Linked DNA regions of Mus musculus: region 2 is linked to region 1. Evidence: chromatin contacts called from public HiChIP or PLAC-seq data. All regions are on one chromosome and are shown on one strand. The core of a region is the stretch at or near the end of the contact, and the rest is flanking DNA. Distances in the headings are between cores, read along the strand shown. Region 1 holds the start of Ccdc43 (coiled-coil domain containing 43). Region 2 has its middle 12 kb from the start of Adam11.

The links. HiChIP or PLAC-seq counts read pairs in DNA pulled down with a chosen protein or histone mark.
Region 2: a contact with region 1 is called in an H3K4me3 HiChIP or PLAC-seq map of the SCID.adh cell line, with 19 read pairs. The contact joins the enhancer-like site here to the promoter of Ccdc43 in region 1. A contact is called at or near these places in 1 of 15 datasets of contacts at CTCF or cohesin (the NIH/3T3 cell line), 1 of 484 Hi-C or Micro-C datasets (nephron progenitors), 5 of 115 datasets of contacts at active chromatin or transcription factors (the SCID.adh cell line, embryonic stem cells and pancreatic cancer cells) and 2 of 9 other capture datasets (adipose tissue and pancreatic islet).

The regions. Positions count from the first base shown.
Region 1 is chr11:102,696,176-102,699,861 of GRCm38.p6, forward strand. It overlaps Ccdc43 (coiled-coil domain containing 43), which reads right to left and starts at 1,550. Exons shown (of 5, transcript NM_025918.3): 1 at 1,336-1,550. The coding sequence starts at 1,533. Gm34392 (a long non-coding RNA gene) reads left to right here and starts at 1,604. Exons shown (of 2, transcript XR_389053.1): 1 at 1,604-1,665; 2 at 1,765-2,039.
Region 2 is chr11:102,747,229-102,751,218 of GRCm38.p6, forward strand. It overlaps the pseudogene Gm39501. Among named protein-coding and RNA genes, the nearest start is that of Adam11, 12 kb to the right of the region's middle. Within about 2 kb of position 2,698, at least 40 of the 459 cell types and tissues checked have an H3K27ac peak or open chromatin away from gene starts, as enhancers often do. A contact at or near this core is called in the SCID.adh cell line and pancreatic cancer cells, where this site is marked.

The DNA.
Region 1 (3,686 bases), core at 300-2,799:
TTCTTTCACATGCGTGCCTGTTACCCACGGAGGTCAGAACGGATTGTCCAATCCCCTTAAACTAGAACTACAGATGGTTGTGAGCCACTGTGTAGGGTCTGGAAATGGAACTCAGGTCCTATGTAAGAGCAACAAGTGCTCTCAACTACTGAGCCATCTTTCCAGCCCCCAACTCAATTATATTAAAAAGGAAGTCTCTACAGGACAATCTCAGGGCAAGAGAGGTAGGGAATCTAATCTATGCATATAATCTAACTGTTTCTGTTGGGAGTGGAACGGGGAGGGATGAACACCGCACAAATATCAGATTAGAAAAGTGGGTGTCTTGATCGCCTCTGATACATAAATACAGCTTTAAATTACAAATTTCTAAATTAGTGAGTCTCCTTGGTCTGGTTTGCCAGGGTCTCACTTGGCAAGCCCAAAGTTGGCCACCCACTTGCTGACCTCTGCAGGGCTGGGATTATAATCACGCATCACATCACAGCATACTGTGACGAATCTGCATTTGAGTATTTGAGACAGGGTTTCTCTGTGCCCCGGCTGTCCAGGAACTCACTGCGTAGACCACAAAGGCCAGTCTCTGCCTCCTGAGAGCTGGGATTAAAGGTTTGTGCCCCACCCACGAACCTGCTTCTTTTTGGTTGTTTTGTTTTTTCAACAAAAAAGGGTTTCTCTGTGTAGACCACGATGGCCTTGAAAATCACAGAGATCAGCCTCCTGAGTGCTAGGACTAAAGATGTGCACCAGCCACCATTCCATACAAATACCTTATCTGTTTCCAGTTTGTCTTCATCACAGGGTACCGCCCCACCCAACACACATTAATAATTACTGAATTTCCCAAGGTTGCTTATCGTGAAAAGATCTCCATTACCTTACCAATTGAGGACTCTACTGAAATTGGAGCCAAAAGGGAACTTCCCACAGGCTTTTGTCATGGGACAGCCCTGAGACTACCCGCTAATGGGCAGACATCTCAAAAACATTTTACTCCCCACTCTAAACATCGCAAACCATAGAAATGGAACTATTAGACGTTTATGATCGAACTGCCATTTACACATCTTAATGGCTTCAGGATACTCTCTAGCACATCCAAAGGCACCCAGGGAGCCTTGTTGCCCGGAATATGGGGATCCCATCCTCTCTGTACACCTGCAACCCAAAATCTGGCGAGGGAGCAGCAGCCCACTTCTCCCTCAGTTATGCTTCTTTCCGGTAAAACCACTAAGCCTTCGTGACAGCAAAAGGAAAGAGAGATGTGAAGTAACGAAAGAGGTTCCCAGATTTCTCCGTGAGGTTGATAGGATGTGTCCCGACTACTCTACTCACCAGGAAAGCAGAGAGGATACCCTGCAGGGCGTCCAGCTTCTCTTCCTCCTCCTCCTCCTGTAGGACGCCAAGGATGTAAGCGGCGTAAACGGCTCGGTCCACTCCCAGCGCCTCCAACCGTCCGTCAAGCCAGGATCCAAAAGCCCCGCCATCGCCTTCACCGAGGACTGCCGCGGCCACTTCGCTGGGCGCCGCCATGCTGGGGACAGGGTCCTGCCGGACCCGAGGGTGCCTACCGCAGTGCCTGTCGGGCCGCGCCACTGGGCCAGCGCGCATGCCCGGAGAGGGATCCTCCACCCCTGCGCGCCGGGCTGTGATCCGCGGTTTGAGGTATCTTTATGTCCTCGCAGCTAGCGCTTCTCGGTGTAAGCGTGGTCGCATGGGCACCCAGGAACACCGGCAGGTGAGTTTTGAACCGGTTCGTTATAGTTGGCAACGATCGGATTCAGTGTCATTGTCAGACACGTGACAGAGAGCTCAGAGGACTGCTCACCACGGATTCCAGCAGTTCTGCTCTGCGCCCGGCAGGTTCTTGTGGAATGTGAAGCCAGGATGCCCCACTGAGTCTTGTGTTCCGGAATACCACCTTCACTGCCATTCCAAGCCGCCTTCCCTGAAAACCCAAATTTCAGAAAACGTTCTCTGACTCATTTCTGTACAGAGACACATAGCAGGTTCTCAACAGTTAAACATGCAGCCTCGGAGTCATTGCTTTTAATTATTGCTTCCGTGTTTCCACAGGTATACCTTTGAGGACTGTCTTAGAGTTTCTGTTGAGATAAGACACCATGGCCAAAGCAACTAGGAGAGAAAAGGTTTATTTCAGCTTCCACTCTCAGGTCACGCCCCATTACTAAGGGGAAGTCACAGGAACTCAAGGCTCGAACCTGGAAGCAGGAGCCTTGGAAGATTGCTGTTTAATGGCTTGCTCCTCTTGCCTTGCTCAGATTGCTTTCTTCCACCATCTAGGAGACACCTGCCCAGGGGTGGCACCAGCCACAATAAGTTGGGCTCTCCCACAACAATCACTAATCAAGACAATGTCCCACAGGCCAATCTTATAGGAGGTCGTTCTCTAAATTCCCCTCTTCCCAAATGACTGTAGACACATGACAGCCAACCCAAGAAACAAGTTCTGTCCTCTGCCAGGGACGGTGCTAAGAGGTTCCCATGAAGTATCTGTTGCCATCTTCCCAACAACCCAGCGAGGAGATGCCTTTATGTTCGATTAAAAGATAAGGAAACTGGAGCGATGGCTCAGCTGATAAGAGCACTGGCTGCTCTTCCAGGGACCCAGTTCAGGGGATCTGGCACCCTCACACAGACAAACATGCAGGCAAAACATCAATGACATATATATATATGGGTAAGGAAATGACACACCATGAGAGAGAACCTAAGAGGGGACAGAACTCTACCAGCAGAATGCCAGCTCTGGCCTGAGGTGGGCTAGACTCAAACTACAGAGGAGGAGGAGGAGGAGGCTGTGCAGGGGCCTTTACTCTGACTGCTTGCTTCACTGGATACTTACTGAATACATTCACCACAACACTGTTACAGACTGACAATTCAAAGATGAGTGGCTCAAAGATCTGTGTTCCCTATGGGACCAAACAGTCCAATGGGAATAGGTATTTAAAGAAATAATAGAAATAACGACACTTTAGTGACATAATTCTAAGTGTATGGGTGTTTTGCCTGCATGTTTGTTTGTATACCGATGTGCCTGATGCCCTTAGGGAGACCAGAAGGGTAGGCAGATCCCGTGAAACACAGATGTTTGTGATCCACCATGTGAATGCTGGAACTCAAACAAGGGTCCTCTGGAAAAGCAGCCAGTGTTCTTAGCATCTGAGTCAACTCTCCAGCCCAGAAGTAAATAGGTGATTGTGTGGAGATGGTGGTATTAAGACAGAGTCTTGCTATGTAATCCAGACTTGCCTGGGACTCAATCTATTTCTTTTCTCTGAGCTTGTAAACCTCCTGACTCTGCCTCCCAAGTGTTGAGATTACAGACTAGCACCACCATACCTAAATTGAGATAAGGTTTTGGTGAAGGTATGACTGGATCCCTAAGTCATTCATTTGTCCTGTTGAAGGGTGTTGGGGGCTGGGAAGGGAGAGTTCAGGGATCCAGGAGTTACCTCGCAACACCGGGGGGATTTTAACATTCTTCAAAAAATGAATAAGTTTGCCAGGCATGGCAGCATCTCTAACCTCAGCATTTGGGAGGCTCAAACAAGGGTCTGAGGCCAGACCAGCCTGACAGAAAACTATGAAAAGGCTTGCTAGGGTACCTCTAGAAATCCCAGCTGGAACAACAGGCCTTAAATAGCTATTCAAGAAAGATG
Region 2 (3,990 bases), core at 1,448-3,947, 52 kb after region 1:
AAGCTGTAACATTGAAATTACCTTGGAGACTCAAAGATGTAAAAGATGCCAGAGCCATGGGATACATGCTGAGGAAAGCTGCTAACAGGGAGTGGAACCAGCCCAGGAGAAAGCAGTTTGTTGCAATCAACAAAGAGGAAAAAGGAGTGGAATCTGAAGACTGCTTTGACATCAGCCATGGAGGTGCAGAGTTTGGAGTTTGCCCAGCTGGTTTCCTGTCCTTCTTTGGAGATTACAGTTAAGTGACTGGATGAATCTCAGAAGAGGCTTTGAACTTTGAACTTTTAACATTGCTGAGCCTGCTATAGACTACAAGGACTTTGAAAGTTGGACTAAATGCATTTGCATTATGCTATGTTTTAGTATGGCCCCCCATAGACTCATGTGTTTGTACAAGTCTATGGGTGCCAGGGAGTGGAATGTGATGGTTTGTATATTCTTGCACATATTTGGAGGTGTGGCCTTGTTGGAATAGGTGTGACCTGGTAGGAGTAGGTGTGTCACTGTGGGTGTGGGCTTAATACTCTCATCCTAGGTGCCTGGAAATCAGTCTTCCACTAGCAGCATTTGGATGAAGACATAGAACTCTTAACTCTGCCTGTGCCATGCCTGCCTGGATACTGCCATGCTTCCACCTTGATGATAATGGACTGAACCTCTGAGCCTGTAAGCCAGCCCTAATTAAATGTTGTTTTTTATAAGACTTGTCTTGGTCATGGTGTCTGTTCACAGCAGTAAAACCCTAAGACAGCTTCCCTTCACAGGACAGGAAAACTACTGCTCTGTTTAGGCTCTGTCAGACTAGAATCTTCAGAGTTCAGTTTAGGGTCAAAGGACAAAGTGTGAACAGCTAACTCGAGAGTCTGTAGTCATGGCTATTGGTCCAGCCTTGTTTTCTTCCAAATTGTAACCTCTTCACCAGGCCCAGAGCCTTCTGGTTCCCTTTAAAATAGGGTATAAAATAGGGTACCCCCACTTATGTTACCCACACACTGGGATGTGGCAGTAAGGCATCTGAAGACAAACCAGGAAGGACAGAGTTCCTTGTACACATTTAATGTAGAGAAACAGATACAGGTTGCGGTGCAGCCTTACGAGGGCTGGAACGTGTGCTGGCGTCCTTCCTCAGACCTTTCCCTCCCCCACTGTAGTCAAAATGGAAGGTTTCTGTGTCTCGGGAAGTTTCATCCTTGCTGCCATCTGTCTAAATCCTTTCCTGAAGTTTCTTTTCTGAGACCCAGAGGCTCCAACACTGTTAGGCAGCTCACACTGTACCAGGTAAGTCCTTTTGATTCCTGAGGACCGTGGCTGGTTACAGGCCAAAGTCCACCCTCAGGGGCCTGCTGGTCAGAGTTGGCACTGATCATCAGCTCGCTCCATTGGCAAAGACTCTTCTGGGAACTCAGCCCAGAGAAGAGGTCACTGGAGCCGTATTTACACAGTGGTCTTTAACTGAAGATTTTGACTTAAAAGTGTTTGGAGAGCAAAAGGCTGTTTTCTGAAACTCATATATATATGAGAGTCATCAGAGTCTCCTGGTTCCCCAAAAATGCAAGTCCCAGGGGCAGAGGACATGGCTCAGTGGGTAAGAACAGTTTCTGGGCAAGTGTGAAGATCTGAGTTTGAATCCCCAGCACCCATAAGAAAAGCCTGGCATAACTGTCCATGTAACCCCAGCACTGTGAGGGTGCATGCATGTAACCTCAGCACTGTGAGGGTCCTTTCAGCTTAGCTCCAGGTTCAGTAATAGGCTCCGTCTCAAGGGAATGAGGTAGAGAGTTAAAGAGCAGGCTTTCCCTGGCCTCTCTGTACTTAAGTGCACATGCACCCAAACACATGTGCACATACACCAACTACATAGACACAAAGTAGGTCCCCAATATTTTTTAAATAAATGCAGGCTTCTGGACTTCTATCCATACTTGCAGAATCAGAATCTATAATGGCAAGAGTCAAGCATGATGGTGCACACCTGTAACCTCAGCCAAGGCTGGAGAGTCACGAGTTCAAGGCCAACCTGAGCTAAACAGTAGGACTTTGTCTCCAAAATCCAAGGGCTGAGGAAGGAGACCATAGCTTTCCTCACTTTCCTGCCCCGTAAAAAGCCTTGGGGTTAATCCCAACCATGGGCCATCAAGGATACTCAGACATATGCAAAGAATCTCTGATTACCTGCAGTCCTAAAAGCTCAGAAGTTAGGAAGGAGGGAGGGAGGCAGCCAGGGAATGAGGGAGGAAGGGAGGGAGACAGACAGACAGAACAAAAGAAAGAGTCTGAGAGGCCATTGAATCCATCACCTGAGCTGAATTCCTTCTCTACTTTGGTCAGTGAACTTTCAAATTCCCAGGATCTGCAGAGCCAGAACCCTGACAAACCTGTGTGTCACATGGCCATCCAATACAGCAAGTGCCCCACGCCCACACCCTTAGTCAGTCCAATACAGCAAGTGCCCCACGCCCACACCCTTAGTCAGTCCAATACAGCAAGTGCCCCACGCCCACACCCTTAGTCAGTCCTCATTTCTTAGCCCATCAGTGGTGTGAACTGAAGTCTCTCCCTCCCTCCCTGCCTCCCTCCCTCCCTCCCTCCCTCCCTCCCTCCACAAATTCTCTTTGTGTAACCCAGGCTGGCCCTGACCTCATTGTCCCAATGTCCCAGCTTCCCTAGGGATTACAGGACATGCCTGGCATGTTGTCAGATCCTTCCTAACTTCTGAGTCACAGGGTTAGGTCATGGAGTCAACAGTGGAACAAGGAAGACTCAGCCCTAGAGTCTGTAGAGCCATGAAGAACCCCTGTCCCTGAGCAGATGAAACTGAGGTCAGGAAATAGCAGTGTGAGAGAGCAGAGAAAGATGCCTTCCCCTTTGTGCCTTCGCCTTTGTGCGGCAGATGGGGAAAGACTCCGCGCAATAGATGAGGGTGCATCTGGGAGTCAAGGCTGAAGTCCCCAATGCCTTTGTCCCTTTCCTAGAAGGTACAAGAGATACCAGACAGCAGATGCCCTAGGTGTGCCGCAGAGCAAGGCCTGGGATGGCCTTGGGTTTGCAGTGGAGCTGAGAAAGCTGTAAGGGGGTGGGGCAGGGGGAGGGTAATGAAGCAATGAATTTTGGTTTTGGGCTGTGAGGAGCCTTGCAAGGATTGACCTAAATCAGGGATCTTTGTGTGTATAAAGCCCCACATTCGTGTGTATAAGAATTAAGGAAAGAAACGGATACTTTCACATTTTTAAAATAATTAAGTGGGGTGGGGCGCGCACTTGTAATCCTCGCTCTCCAGAAGTAGAAAGATTATGGGCTAGTTAACGGGACTCTCACTTCCCTTCCATAGTTAGATATCCATGTATACATATATATGGCACTATAAATATAGCATGCATACATATATAGCATGCACTTGCACTCAAAATTCAAGAACTACAAAAGGCTTAAAGTGAAAGTGGATTCCACATCCATCCTCCAGTTCGCATACATTCACACAGCACATCCGACCGTTTTAACCTCCGTCCTGGGGCAAATGGTGCTCCATGTGCGGCTTCTTGCTTCCCCCAGTATACCTTAAATAATTTATAACTGCTACTAAAAAGCGTCTTTAAATGCCCCCCCCCAATCTTTGGCTACAGAATATACCATTGCCTGAATCTGCAGTGCTTTGTTTAACCTGTTTCTTGCTAATGGACACAGATTAGCTGCAGTGAGTAAGTATTTACAATCAATGTGTAGTGGGTAATAAAGTCCTGAGGTAGCGACACTGGGTCAGAGGGTGCCTACATTTATAATTTTCTTCAGTGTGGCCAAATTATTTTTTACTCATTTACTCATTCACACACACACATACACTCATATGTACTCACTGTGTCTCTCTCTCTCACACACACACACATACACACACACATGCACACACACACATACACTCACACACATGTACATGCACACACATACACACTCACACACATGTACATGCACACACACACTCACACATACACACACTCT